Regions from separate parts of the Zea mays genome. Here region 1 is linked to region 2. A link is a contact called in public Hi-C data. All regions are on one chromosome and are shown on one strand. The core of a region is the stretch at or near the end of the contact, and the rest is flanking DNA. Distances in the headings are between cores, read along the strand shown. Region 1 holds the start of LOC100280275 (Protein-tyrosine sulfotransferase). Region 2 holds the start of LOC100382365 (GDSL esterase/lipase).

Region 1 (7,462 bases), core at 3,900-6,399, 860 kb after region 2:
CAGACAGTCCCACCAAACGGCTAGTTTGGTGGTTGGGGCTATAAATACCCCCAACCACCCCACATTCAAGTCATCCAAGTTTTCCTACTTCAACTACTTACAAGAGCTCTAGCATTCAATTCTAGACACACCCAAGTGATCAAATCCTCTCCAAATTCCACACAACGCCTTAGTGATTAGTGAGAGAGATTTGCTTGTGTTCTTTTGAGCTCTTGCGCTTGGATTGCTTTCCTCTTTCTTTGATTCTTCATTGCGATCAAACTCACTTGTAATTGAGGCAAGAGACACCAATCTTGTGGTGGTCCTTGTGGGAACTTTGTGTTCCAAGTGATTGAGAAGAAAAGCTCACTCGGTCCGAGGGACCGTTTGAGAGAGGGAAAGGGTTGAAAGAGACCCGGTCTTCGTGACCACCTCAACGGGGAGTAGGTTCGCAAAAACTGAACCTCGGTAAAACAAATCCGCGTGTCACACTCTTTATTTGCTTGCGTTTTGTTTTGCACCCTCTCTCGCGGACTTGATTATATTTCTAACGCTAACCCAGCTTGTAGTTGTGATTATTTTTGAGAATTTCAGTTTCGCCCTATTCACCCCTCCCCCTCTAGGCGACTTTCACCCGCTCCTGGTCACCCACGCGAGGTTCTGCGCCCTCCATCCTTAGGTACCCACGCGAGGTGTCAAGCCCTCCATCCTTAGGGCTCTAAAAGGCGGCAGTCCGTGCCCTTCGCCCTTCAACAGTTGGCGACATGTCGTTCCCTTCACATCGCGTCCACTCCCATATGCCCTTGCCCTGCTACCACGTTGTTCTTCTCCGGTATCAACATGCTCAAGTTTGGTTGGAGGATGGATGAGGCATGTGTCGCGATGCCGCTGGAGCTCAGGTGAGGAGTGTTGCTGATCTAAGTTCATCGATGGTTTTGGTTTCTTTGGTGGATGTAGATTGGATGGGAATGGCTGACAAAGCCACAAGTGACCCACATGACTGATCCTAAATTTGGATGTGTCCTACCAAGATGCCTTGTCATCTAGATATCTTTTGCTTCCTTAGAGGCTTGGAGGCAGAGGTGATTGTTATTTCTTGTTTTTTATGGGTTCCTCAATGATTCTGTTTTATGATTCATCTTGGAGGCAAAGCTGATTTCTTGATTGCATTACTGACCATTTTATTTTTGAAATCTAAAAGCACTAACTGATGATTTTCATGTGAATTGTCTTGCAAAAAACAAGCTATTTTGCATATGAGAATTTATAGCATGATTGTGTGATAATGGTTTCAACGTTCTAATGATTATTCAGTTAATGAAGTAAATTTTACAACTAAAGTAGATTTCATTCTTTTTTCAAACAAAATATTCACATTTATTTTTGTACTGGCGTGTTGACTGTCGTGCAAAAATGGGTCCTCTACATTGTATCGGTTGTGTTGATTGACACATTGTCCTTGTGTATGGTAGCTAGGTATTGTTAGTTGGTCAAATATTATTTTGTAGATTATTGAACATCATTGTTCCTTACTTGTGTAGTTTGTGCTAGCCTGAAAAACACTTATGTTATGAAGCTTATTACGCCTTCATGGTTATTCCACAGAGTGGATACAAGTTCAGTGCTTTAATTTAGTTTTTGAATTCTTTTGCCCTTCAATTCATAGTGAGACATTGAGTTATAGTTCTAGCAAACTCTCTGTATGACTGCACCTAAACATTTTTATTTTAAGATTATTTGATATTCATTTTCGGCTTGCAGTTTAGAAATGATCATTGGATCCCCTAGTAGCCAAGGTTACTAAAGGGTAATAGAACATCTTGACCAGCAGATTTGTAATATTTACTCTGTTTGGTTGTCAATGTTTACTTGTTGTTTAAGTTTTGTTTGATTGTCAACTTTTTCTCACTGTTTAGGGTTTCACTCTACTTGACACTTCAGTTATCTATGCGACTAGGCCTGTTGTTTGACTTGCGGTACAGGGTTTTCAGACTTTTACTCTGTTTGACATATTTACCTCAACACAAGTTAGTTGCATGCCATTATATTAAGAAGAGAAAAGGCGGTAATAGCCCTTACCAAGGGGTGAGCTGAGTATCCTTTCTATTTGACATTAAAATCATTAATATCTGCTTCAGTGATATAAATTCCACTCATGCAATCTCGCTTCTCAACAACTTCCAAGTTTTAACCACCATTAGTTTGAGATTTTCTGGTCTATCTTTTGAATAGGAAGCCTGGCCAAATAATATCCAAATTATTCAGATGAGTTCAACTAAATTCTTATGCTATCTCTATAAACTATTTAGTAGTGCCTTCGCTTACAAGTTGTCTTATGCAGGACTTTTGTTGACAACTTATACCTTGTTCCTGCTCTTTTGTTGCTCATCGGAGACAACTAGGTGCTTGGTATACATCCTCATAAGGTGCATCTTCGGTTTGTCAATCCACTTCTACCCTCCAACAAAATTTTCCTGATCTCAACTAAGTTATGTATACACTTGTTATCCTTAATGTATAATATTCACATTATTTAGATTTATGGTGTCCTTAGCACGACTTCCGAGTTTAGGATAAGAAATAAAGATTATATTTTTTGCTCTCACTCGTTATTCCGTTCTTTTTGGTATTAGTTTAGTTCTATATTAGTTCTTGCCAAAGAATTTGTTAGCTTGAGATCAATAATATATATGATGTTCGTTTTTATATAATCGTTGTGTACTAACATTTTGTTGGATATTTTGCATGTCGTTGCAATGCACGGGCACCCAACTAATACATTAGAATATATGACTACTTTCACTACATCATCACTGTCTTATTTTGTTGTGCTGCATGTCTAATAACAATAATGATTTATAATTCTCTATTTAAACATTATGTTAATTGAATTGTCTAGCTTACTCGTCCTTAGTCTAGAGCAGCATGGGAGGGCTCGAGCCGTCGAATTAAGGGCGAGGGTGGTGCTAGCTAGAGCTGGTGGCGAGCGGCTCAAGTGGGCTGGTGGCACTAGAGCGCATGGTGGGCCGGCGTAGATGACAACTCGAGAAGAAAAGGAAATGAAGAGATGTGTGACCCAAAAAGACGAATTATATGCATCCATTTTACTCAATCACCTCAATTATTAGATAAAAAGTACTCTCCCATTTTAATTTATAATTTATTTGACTTTCTTATCTTAAATTTGATCGATTCGTCTTATTAAAAATTTTATAATTATTTAAGTTTTACAGTTATATTGTTTAACATATAATATACTTTAAATATAGATTTGAATTTCTCTTGTTTTCGTAAGAATTTTGAATAAGACGAGTAGGTCAAATTTATTGAAAAGACAAACGAATTATAAATTAAGACATGTATTCTATTTCTTGGACCAAATGCTAGTCGGGATGACCTTGTCCTGGAAAAACCATGAAACTATCTATCTCAACTCGCCTTCGGCCTTTGATTTTTACCTCCTAAATTTTAGAGACTTTTAGTCCCCAAATTATTAAACAGGATGGCTGAAGTAAACCTTTTAACTTTAAGTCCTTTAGTTATCAAAGCTATATATAGCAGCTTACTCATTCACATCAATTATTTCATATTTATTCTATAAACAATACTGTCTACAACGTTTTGCACGGCCAGTCTATAGGCTAAGGGGTAATTAAAGATGGCTAAACTTTATTTTTACAGAATCTGCCTAGTGCAGAAAACATGCTAGAACTAAACCATCTATATTAATTAGGGGCAATATTGTCTTTATATATAATAATTAATAGGCTTTACTCATTTTTAGTCTCTAGAACTAAATAGGATTTTGTTTTTTCCCTAAAGTTTAGAAGAGTGGCCTTCAAACAAACAGACGTGTATAAGGGCATGTATAACCCTATTTATATAGGGCATGTTTGATTTGTTTAGTCCATAGACTAAAGTTTAATTGGGGTACTATAGTTTAGTCTCTATCATGTTTGGTTCCAGGTACTATAAATATTTATAACACATTAAATGACTCATAAAAAGACCAAAATGTCACTTAACATTCTCTCGCCATTAATGCACCTAAAATAAACGAGGGCAAAAGATGAAATTAATATGGTTTAGTTCCTTTTAGTCACTCTTTGAGGGACTAGTGACTAAATCAGTTTAGACCCTGTTTTAATCCCACCATTTTGGTAATTTAGGAACTAAATGATACTAAACGGATAATGTTTAGTCTCTCAAACCAAACAGGGCCATAATCCTCTGGAGGGTTAAATGAAAAAAATATAAGAGATGAGCTTGCCCTCGAAGAGTCTGTTTCTACATGACACTTACATATATTGTCTTTTAGCTGTATTTGTGATCTAAATATCCACAATTATATTATGAAGTATCTCTTGTATTTGAAAAAAAACCAGATCTTTTGAGCTATACATGCCCTAAAACAATGAAAAAATTTGCAAAATCAATCGTTGGTTGGCTGGTTGGTTTGCGCAACTCGGACTGATGGTGACTCCCGAATCCGATAGAGGGTTGAGGCCGGTAGCGTGAAACCGACCAAAAACTATGGGTGTTTAAGGATTCATCCTGTGCGTGGAAAACGAATATTTGCATCCAAAGTGAAAAACGAAGCGTGGGAGAGTAATTAGTCATGTACGGGACCATCTAGATCAAGAGTATGCTAGTTCAAAATGAGGTTCAAATACTTCAACACCAAATATTTACATCTAAAGTGAAAAACCCTTAAACATTAAGAATTTGAAGACTGGAGGGCGCGGAATGGGATATTCCGTCTGTTGTCGAATTCGATCTGTTTAAAAGAATTGAGATCTAATTTATATTCGAGTTTATGTACTCAATATCCCATCTATATACAATTATCCGTATCTGTATTTCCAAAGTTAGATTTTTAAAATATTGATATACATTAAATCTTATCTGACAACTTAATAATATCTGTATCTGATCTAAATCTTAAGAAAAAAATGTGAAAATAAATAATATCGCTCCGTATCGGACCCCATTACACACTAAAAAAACCATCCCACTGCGCCGTGGCGGCTGGCCTTTCCGCTGCGCTTTCCCAATTCCCACCACCGCTGCTGCCAGTCTGCCACAGCCCACAGCCAAGCGCCAACCCCCACTACGCCCGCCTCGGGCGTGCCGGCCCGAGCGACTGGGACTAGCGCTCAAGCGCTGGGCAGCTGGGCGTGCGAGCGAATAAACAACGCCGCCACGAGAAGAGAGGAGAGCAGAGGGCAGTGGGGAGCTCGGAGACCGAGGGAGGCGAGGAAAGCGGCGGGTGCCGGGCCGCCCGCGCCGGTGCCGAGGTCCTCGAGTCGACCCCTTACGTCTGTCCCCCGCTTGCCGCCACCCGCTCGTGGTCCTTCCATTTCCGTTTCCTCCCCCGCATCCCTTTTTAATGCTCGTCGTCCTCCATTCTGTCGCCGCTGTGTTCGTGTCTCTCCTCGCTCCCCGATCGCTGCCCCTGGGCGCCGCGTTCGCCGCCGGATCTGGGGGCGGGACGGTGCCCCAGACGAACCGATGGCGCGGGCGGCGCTTCGATTGGGCGTGCGCGCGCTCGCGCTCCTCGTCTTCGTATCAGGTGCGCCCTCCCCCTCTTCCTTGGCTCTCGCATGTCTCCTCGGCAGTCGGCACGTCCGAACTCTGTTCTGCGGCTGCGTTCGCCGTTTTGATCGAGCGATTCATTCGCTGGGACTGTTTCGGCGGGGTGCGCTCGTTGAGCTGGGAAACACACCTGCCTCGGATTTTGCGCTGTTTTTCGACTAATCACTCGTCCGTTCGGGTGGTGTGGTGCAGTGGCTCTGCTTCCACTTGTCAGTTCCGACGATGGGTACAGACACTGCGAGGGTGTCGTCAGGGGCTGGGCGGATGCCTCGTCTGGGCGCGTGAAGGACGGGGACAAACTGAGCCTCAAGGATTTGCTCTTCTTCCTCCACATTCCTAGGACTGGAGGCCGCACCTACTTTCACTGGTACATTCGCTGGACTGGACATCACTTTGATCCACAGTAATCTACATCCCGCTCATGTTTCATGCCTTGGCAGCTTCCTCAAAAAGCTGTATACGAACGCGCAGGAATGCCCGCGTTCTTACGACAAACTACGGTTCGATCCAAGGTGAGCAAAGTTAGCTCTCTACTTTGCTCAACTGCATCACCATGCCATTTGGGCAATTCGACAAACCATATCTGTTTTATGAGCACCACATCAGAGTTCTTAATCATAGCACTGTTCCCGTGAACTGTCTGAATCAGTTAAAAGAAATGTGTGTCTTCTTCAAATTCTGGGTGCCATCTGCCCTGCTGTTTTTAATTAATTAATTAATTTTGTGGCCTTTATGAAAAATGTTCTTTGGAAATACTCCCTCTAGGAAAATTATCTTCTATTTTACAAATTTGGATCATGAACCAAATAATTTCAATGAGATATATGGTTTACTGCATTTCTGTCTAGTGAAATAATGTTCTTCGTGCTTATCTGACCAGGAATGTGGAAGTTGTTAACATTGATGGTACCCATTATGCTAATTACGGCAATTCTTGTACATGCATAGCAACTAGATCTTGTAATATTAACTGACGTTTTACATGGATGTTGTGACATGTCTATGGGTCATGCCAACAGATATGTAGGTAGTGAATGAACACTTTTTAATTGTTATTCCTTGTGAAGTAACTGTCAGTGTTTGTCCCATGAGTTCAGTTCCAATTTTTTTCTTAAGATAATTTGCTTACAATTTCTATTTGCATTTTGTATTCTTATCAGCCATCCTGATTGCAAGCTGGTTGTTAGTCATGATGACTATAGCTTAACTTCCAAGCTGCCAAGGGAGAGAACTTCTGTTGTAACGATACTAAGAAACCCAGTTGATCGTGTATTTAGCACATATGAGTTCTCAGTTGAAGTTGCAGCTAGATTCCTTGTGCATCCAAACTTAACTTCTGCAAAGTTAATGACTACCCGTGTGTTAACAAAGTCTCGTGCTGTCAGTACTTTGGACATCTGGCCTTGGAAGTACTTGGTTCCATGGATGAGGGAAGATCTGTTTGCAAGGGTATGCCTATCCACTTCAGTTCACCATTTGGTTTAGATTTGTACTTTATAGAATTATAATGGCAGAAAATACTCAATAACATATGGTGGATATGATTGTGGACTCAAAGTGCTGCTATTCAAATGCAACAATTTTGACAAAATGCTGTCATGATACTTTATTTTCTAAAACAGGGACCTTATATTTTTGTGACCTAGTGCTTTATATTAAACATTTAATTGGATCTTTGATATATCTGTATCTGGCATCAACCAAACCAAACACCAATTAGACAAATCAGTTGATCCACTGCAGATTTTCCTTAAATTGGTAAAAAGCTCTTATATTACAGTACCCCTACCATCCATTTAACAACCAAGAGCATAGATTCTAAAATATCTTGGAACTTATGAACTTAATTACAATTATGATTCTTCCATTACTTGTATTAGAATGTTCC
Region 2 (7,527 bases), core at 23-2,522:
GCGCCGACTTGTACTTGGCCTGGAGGCCGGAGATCTGGGCCTGCAGCTGGTTGTTGTGGTTGGTGGACAGGTCGTTGAACTTCCTGAGGCAGCCGAGGCTGTCGTAGTCGGCGCTGCTGGAGGTGCCGTAGAAGGTGAGGTAGATGGGGAAGCAGCCGATGGGGAGCACGCCGGGCACCACGATGTCGGTGGCGCCCATGGCCACCAGCTTCTCGACGCCGCTGGCGACGGCGGCCACGACCTGCGGCGTGTACGTGCTGGCCTGGTCCGCGCTGTAGTTGCCGAACAGCATGGCGTTGTAGTCGTTGCCGCCGAACTCGCCGAACACGAACAGGGAGTTGGCCAGGTAGCTCTTGCAGTCGGCCTGCTGCGCCTGCCCCCCGCCGCACACGGCGGACGCGACCTGCTGGAACCACTCCAGCTGGAAGCTGATGGGCCCGTTGTTCCAGATCTTGTCGGAGAGCCCCAGCGAGCGGAAGAAGGGCGCGTCCATGGCAGTCGCGCCGGTGATGGCCATGTTGGCGCCCTCCTTGAAGTCGGCCGTCGTCGACTTGGACGGCGGCAGGAACGGCAGCCCGAACTTGGAGCAGAGGAAGTCCGGGATCACGCGGCCGTCGCAGCAGCGGCACGTCGGCGTGCCGAAGTAGGTCTCGCCGTAGGGCGGCTGCGTGAAGGTGATCTGCGACGGCCTCCCGCTGGTGCAGAGGTTCCCCGTGTCGGTGATGGAGTCGCCGAAGTTGAAGATGGCATTGTACTTCTGCGCCGCCGCCACAGCCACAGCCGCGAGCGCCCACGCCAGCGCCACCAGAGCTGCCGCCATCCGCCGGCCGCTCCTCATATCTCGCCTCTGATCAGCCTACTCCGCTACGCAGAGCAGTCGAGTTGGAGTCCAGCAGTGCGCTTGAATGGAACTGGAACGAGACGGCTGGCCTGGAGCAGCCTTTTGTAGCCTCGCCAACAAAACGCTTGCGCTTGCGCTTGCGTCTCGCCGCCTGGAACAGCTAGAGTCGAGCAGTGCGTTCTGTGACTTCTGTCAACCTGGCTAACCACATGCATGCCATCATTTCATTTAGTAATAAACTAATACTCTATTATAACCGAATCAAACGAACGCGGCCGACCCGACACGGGTCGCGCGCCCGTTCCGGTGGTTACTTAGCCCCGGCACCGGCACCGGCACCGGCAGGAGCGCCGGCGAGGACGTGCGCTGTGTGGCCGGGCCTTTTCAGCAACCGCTTTGCGATCCACCGGCGACTTTCCATGTGGTTTTGCGTGGAGGGCGCCTTTCCGATGGGCAGTGATGGTCGGTTCCGAGCGAAGACGGCCAATCAGGCGGCAGCCCTGGGCGGAATGATGGCGAGAGACGGGAGCATTCCAGCCGGCTAATCAGCCGTCAGTCCCGTGCCCTGGAGGATTTGCTCTTGCAGTTTTGCTCGACTTGTGCTGTGACTGTGAGGTTACTTTCAGTTGCTGCTGCTGCTCTCTCTCAAAGCAGAGCGACTGGGCAGGGGTATGTCTAGAATTGGTAGCAGACGTGAGTAACCAGCACTCGTTTTATATCTATCATCTGGGAAAATACAGGTTGAATTTAAGGTTTATCTTCTATGAATCTTTACAAGCTCAATGTTAAAAACAAGAATTCAAACTTGTATAGCAGATTCTATATCCTATTTATTCGAAATAAAAAAGAAAAACGATCAAAAAAACTGATTACCGAATAAATACTGTTTTCGACCGTTTTCATTCCTACTATTTGTCTCTAGGCCTTTCTATATATCTGTTTGCTTATCCAAATTAGCCAATGGAATGGTTGGAGTTTATATGCAAGCCCATTTATCTTGCAATAAAATTCAAAATAAACCTTAAAAATACATTATTACTTAGTGTCATGGTGGAAAATATAGTACCACATAGATACTAGAGGAAGTTATCTTAAGCCCATTCATTTATAAATTAGGGGGACATACTTCTACACAAGATGAAAAGAGACCTCTGTTTCTCGGACCTCAGACTCCCTCCAACCCTAGCGCTGGTGTGACAACTATGCATAGAGAGAGCAGTGTCTATGAAACCTTGCTCCGCTGAATAACCTACACGAGTTAGAGCAAAAGTTTTTGGGTAATGATCATGTGACTTCTAACTGAGTTGATCTGCACTGTGATGTTCTACGGCCTTCATGAAGCCTTTAGCCTCAATCTTATCGTCAAATACGGTGAAGTGATCCCCCACTATAAGAAATGGTGAGTTTTCCTCTCGCGTTTGATGTAGATTTAAACTGCTATAGAGATACGATGATTTTTTATCATGCGTGTTGTAACCGTAGTTTATTTACCAGTTGCTTTAGGAATTAACTTAACCTTTAAAGTGCGTGGTTGCCAAACATTTCAAAAAACTCAATTGATACTTTAGATCTTTAAGATGTGTAATAACTTTTCTAATACAATGACACGTGAGAAGTTTGGTGGACCAAACTTTAAGAGATGGTCCATATAACTTAATTTGTGGCTCGCTGCTACGGACGTGTATTGAGTTGTGAAGCCTTATGAAGGTCCTTTAACCGTTAAGAAACAGACGGAGTTTGACAAGGATAATATGATAACAGTAGGGTGCATCTTGAGTATGTCTAAAAAGCTCTATGATGTGTACATGAGTATAAAGAGCGTAAAAGAGCTCATGTAGGCTGTCAAACATAAGTACAATGCCTCTAATGTTTTACATGAGTTATATGTCACTGAACGTTATTATGACTATAATATGGTTGGCAATCACTCTGTGGTTGAGCAATCTCATGAGATATAACACATTGTTGGTGAGCTCCAACTAATTAGAGTGTATCTTGCTGGATCCATTTGTGATGGGGAGCATAATGGCAAATTACCTTCAACTTGGAGGGATTTCACAAAGGCTCTAAAACACATAAGGGAAAACATATATGTTTAGAATTTCTTAGCCTCTCTTACTATTGAAGAAAAGGATTGGGCAAAGGATGGTGCATCAAAGGTGACAACTCTCTTGTGGGTTTTGGTGGTTTGGATGACAACCCAATTAAAGGACTAGCATGTGTGTTAAGAGTTGGACATGTGCTTAGTGTAAAAGCTTGTAAAGTTCAACACAAGTGTTCTATGGTGATGGTCCAAAGGTTGAGTTGATTATGGTTGTGGACATCACAAGTGAAGGAGAACATTGCTTATGTGAAACTTGGTGTGCATATCTTGGAGACAACTGGTTAAGCCAAGGATGGAGGCAAGAAGAGCTTCGAGGTATCGAGTGCACGGGAGAAGGTCATGGAGGCTGAGGAACCCAAAGCCAGGGGTGAAGAAGAAGACTTGCGAAGTCAAGGTTGATCGAGTTGAGAAGAGATATGGTGCATCAAGGATCACGACTAAAGAACATGACTTACAACTAATGAGGTAACATCTATTGTTATCTGGTGTAAGTCATAAGGCTCAGGATCAAGCTCAAGACATAGAGCAAGGTCACTAGAAGGAGTAGTGTCAAAGTCAGAACCTAGAAGCAACCCAAAAGAGCTAAGTTTACTTTAACCCTGAGTTTGGGTTGTTCTTGTGTTTGGATATGTTCTATGTGACCTATGCAGGGTGTTGGAGCTCATAGTTTGCAATCTAGATCAAGTCATGAAGACGGAGTTTTGGAGTCCAACATCGACTTTGAAAGGGAATTAGGCTTACACCTATTTCCTAATTGATTTTGGTGGTTGAATTGCCCAACACAAATAATTGGACTAACTAGTTTGCTCTAGTCTATAAGTTCTACAGGTGCCAAAGATTCACAATAAGCCAATAAAAAGACCAAGAGAAGAGTTCAAACAAGAGAGCAAAAGACAACCCGAAAGGCACCCTGGTCTGGCGCACCGGACTGTCCGGTGTGCCACCGGACAATGTCCGGTGCACCAGGGCACTTCAGCTCGAACTCTTCATCTTCGGGAAAATCAGAGGGCGCTCCGCTATAATTCACCAGACTGTCCGGTGAGTCACCGGACTGTCCGGTGTGCCAGCGGAGCAACGACTACTTCGCGCGCAACGGTCGACTGCAACCGCATTCAATGCGCTACAGTGCGCGCAGAAGTCAGAGCACGCGCGGGTGGCGCACCGGACAGTCTACAGGACCTGTCCGGTGCACCACCGGACAGCCCAGTGGCCCCCCCAAGTCAGAGCTTCAACGGTCGAACCCCAACGGTCTGCTGACGTGGCTGGCGCACCAAACAGTGTCCGGTGGCGCACCGGACTGTCCGGTGCGCCATGCGACTGCAGCCTTCCAATGGCCATTTTTGGTGGTTGGGGTTATAAATACCCCAACCACCCCACATTCAATGGCATCCAAGTTTTCCGCTCTTCTACACCTTACAAGAGCTAGCATTCAATACAAGACACACCAAAGAGATCAAATCCTCTCCCAACTCCACACAAAGCTTTAGTGATTAGAGAGAGTGATTTGTTGTGTTCATTTGAGCTCTTGCACTTGGATTGCTTCTTTTCTTTCTCCATTCTTGTGATCAAACTCAATTGTAACCAAGTCAAGAGACACCAATTGTGTGGTGATCCTTGCGGGAACTTCGTGTTCCGTTTGATTGAGAAGAGAAGCTCACTCGGTCTAAGTGACCGTTTGAGAGAGGGAAAGGGTTGAAAGAGACCCGGTCTTCGTGACCACCTCAACGGGGAGTAGGTTTGCAAGAACCGAACCTCGGTAAAACAAATCATCGTGTCTCGCTCTTTATTCGCTCACGATTTGTTTTGCGCCCTCTCTCTCGGACTCGTTTGTATTTCTAACGCTAACCCAGCTTGTAGTTGTGATTAAGTTTGTAAATTTCAGATTCGCCCTATTCACCCCCCTCTAGGCGACTTTCAATTGGTATCAGAGCCGGTGCTTCATTAGAGCCTAACCGCTCGAAGTGATGTCGGGAGATCACGCCAAGAAAGAGATGGGGGCCGGCGAGAAGCCCATTACAAGCCACGGGAAGGCTCCATCGTGAGAGTCCTACAACAAAGGGAAGGGGAAGGAGAAGGAGAAGGAATCCCCTTCACACAAGTCGCGTCGGAGTGGTGACAAGAAGAAGAAGATGAGGAAGGTGGTCTACTACGAAACCGACTCCTCGTCACCATCCACCTCCGGCTCCGACACGCCGTCCGCAACTTCTAAGCGCCATGAGCGCAAGAAGTTTAGTAAGATCCCCCTACGCTACCCTCGCATTCCTAAACATACGCCATTACTTTCTGTCCCATTGGACAAACCACCAACGTTTGATGGTGAAGATTATGCTAGGTGGAGTGATATGATGCGATATCACCTAACCTCACTCCACAAAAGTATATGGGATGTTGTTGAGTTTGGTGTATAGGTACCATCCGTAGGGGATGAAGACTGATGAGGACGAAGTAGCCCAAATTGTGCACTTCAACTCCCAAGCCACCACTATACTCCTCGCCTCTCTAAGTCGAGAGGAGTATAATAAGGTGCAAGGGTTGAAGAGCGCAAAGGAGATTTGGGATGTGCTAAAGACCGCGCATGAAGGAGACGAGGTGACCAAGATCACCAAGCGGGAGACGATCGAGCGGGAGCTCGGTCGCTTCCGACTTCGCCAAGGGGAGGAGCCACAAGACATGTACAACCGGCTTAAAACCTTGGTGAACCAAGTGCGCAACCTCGGGAGCAAAAAATGGGATGACCACGAAGTGGTTAAGGTTATCCTTAGATCACTTGTTTTCCTTAACCCTACTCAAGTTCAATTAATTCGTGGTAATCCTAGATATACACTAATGACTCCCGAGGAAGTGATAGGAAATTTTGTGAGCTTTGAATTGATAATCAAAGACTCAAAGAAAATCAACGAGCTAGATGGCCCCTCCACGCCCGAAGCACAACCGGTTGCATTCAAGGCAACGGAGGAGAAGAAAGAGGAGTCTACATCAAGTAGACAACCAATCGACGCCTCAAAGCTCGACAATGAGGAGATGGCGCTTATCATCAAGAGCTTCCGCCAAATCCTCAAGCAAAGAAGGGGGAAGGATTACAAGCCCCGCTCCAAGAAAGTATGCTACAAATGTGGTAAGCCCGGTCATTTCATAGCTAAATGTCCATTATCTAGTAATAGTGACAGGGGCGAAGGGGAGAAGAAAGGAGAAGAAGAGGTATTACAAGAAGAGAGGCGGCGATGCCCATGTATGCCGTGAGTGGAACTCCGATGAGAGCTCCTCCGACTCTTCCTCCGATGAGGACGCCGCCAACATCGCTATCAACAAGGGTCTCCTCTTCCCCAACATCGCCCACAAGTGCCTCATGGCAAAGGACGACAAAAGGAAGAAGGTAAAATCAAAATCCTCCACTAAATATGAAACCTTTAGTGATGAGGATAATGCTAGTGATGAGGAGGATAATTTGCGCATCCTTTTTTCCAACCTTAACATGCAACAAAAAGAAAAATTGAATGAATTAATTAGTGCTATTCATGAGAAGGATGAACTCTTGGACACCCAAGAAGACTTCCCAATTAAGGAAAATAAGAAGCATGTTAAGGTTAAGAATGCTTATGCTCTAGAAGTAGAAAAATGTGAAAAATTATCTAGTGAGCTAAGCACTTGCCATGATACTATTGTCAACCTTAGGAATGAGAATGCTAGTTTAATTGCTAAGGTTGATTCAAATGTTTGTGATGCTTCACTTTCCAATCTTAGAGATGATAATGCTAATTTGCTTGCTAAGATTGAAAAGTTGAATGATTCACTTGCTAGCCTTAGGATTGAAAATGAAAAATTAATTACTAAGGCTAAAGAATTAGATGTTTTTCATGTTACTATTTCTAACCTTAGAAGTGAAAATGATATATTACATGCTAAGGTTGTTGAATTAAAATCTTGCAAACCCTCCACATCTACCGTTGAGCATACTTCCATTTGTACTAGATGTAGAGACATTAATGTTGATGCTATCCATGATCACCTAGCTTTAATTAAAAAACAAAATGATCACATAGCTCAACTTAATGCTAAGATCAATGAGCATGACTTAGAAAATGAAAAATTTAAATTTGCTAGAAGCATGCTCTATAGTGGGAGACGCCCTGACATCAAGGATGGCATTGGCTTCCAAAAGGAAGACAATGTCAAACTTAATGCCCCTCCTAAAAAATTGTCTAACTTTGTTAAGGGCAAGGCTCCCATGCCTCAGGATAACGAGGGTTACATTTTGTACCCTTGAAAGGGAATTAGGCTTACACCTAGTTCCTATATAATTTTGGTGGTTGAATTGCCCAACACAAATCTTTGAACTAACTAGTTTGCCCAAGTGTATAGATTATACAGGTGTAAAAGGTTCACACTCAGCCAATAAAAAGACCAAAGTGTTGGATTCAATAAAGGAGCAAAGGGGCAACCGAGGGCACCCCTGGTCTGGCGCACCGGACTGTCCGGTGTGCCACCGGACAGTGAACAGTACCTGTCCGGTGCACCAGGGGACTCAGACTCCAACTCTTCACTCTCGGGAATTCGCGAAGGCCGGCGCGCTATAATTCACCGG

What was found. A called contact is a pair of places that touch in the nucleus more often than the background predicts.
Region 1: a contact with region 2 is called in a Hi-C map of endosperm, with 5 times the contacts expected there. The contact joins the promoter of LOC100280275 here to the promoter of LOC100382365 in region 2. A contact is called at or near these places in 4 of 25 Hi-C or Micro-C datasets (bundle sheath, ear, endosperm and 1 more) and 1 of 3 datasets of contacts at active chromatin or transcription factors (leaf).

What each region holds. Positions count from the first base shown.
Region 1 is chr6:85,958,262-85,965,723 of Zm-B73-REFERENCE-NAM-5.0, forward strand. It overlaps LOC100280275 (Protein-tyrosine sulfotransferase), which reads left to right and starts at 5,150. Exons shown (of 12, transcript NM_001165575.2): 1 at 5,150-5,551; 2 at 5,767-5,941; 3 at 6,015-6,086; 4 at 6,735-7,023. The coding sequence starts at 5,491.
Region 2 is chr6:85,105,294-85,112,820 of Zm-B73-REFERENCE-NAM-5.0, forward strand. It overlaps LOC100382365 (GDSL esterase/lipase), which reads right to left and starts at 1,273. Exons shown (of 2, transcript NM_001175110.1): 1 at 1-1,273. The coding sequence starts at 838.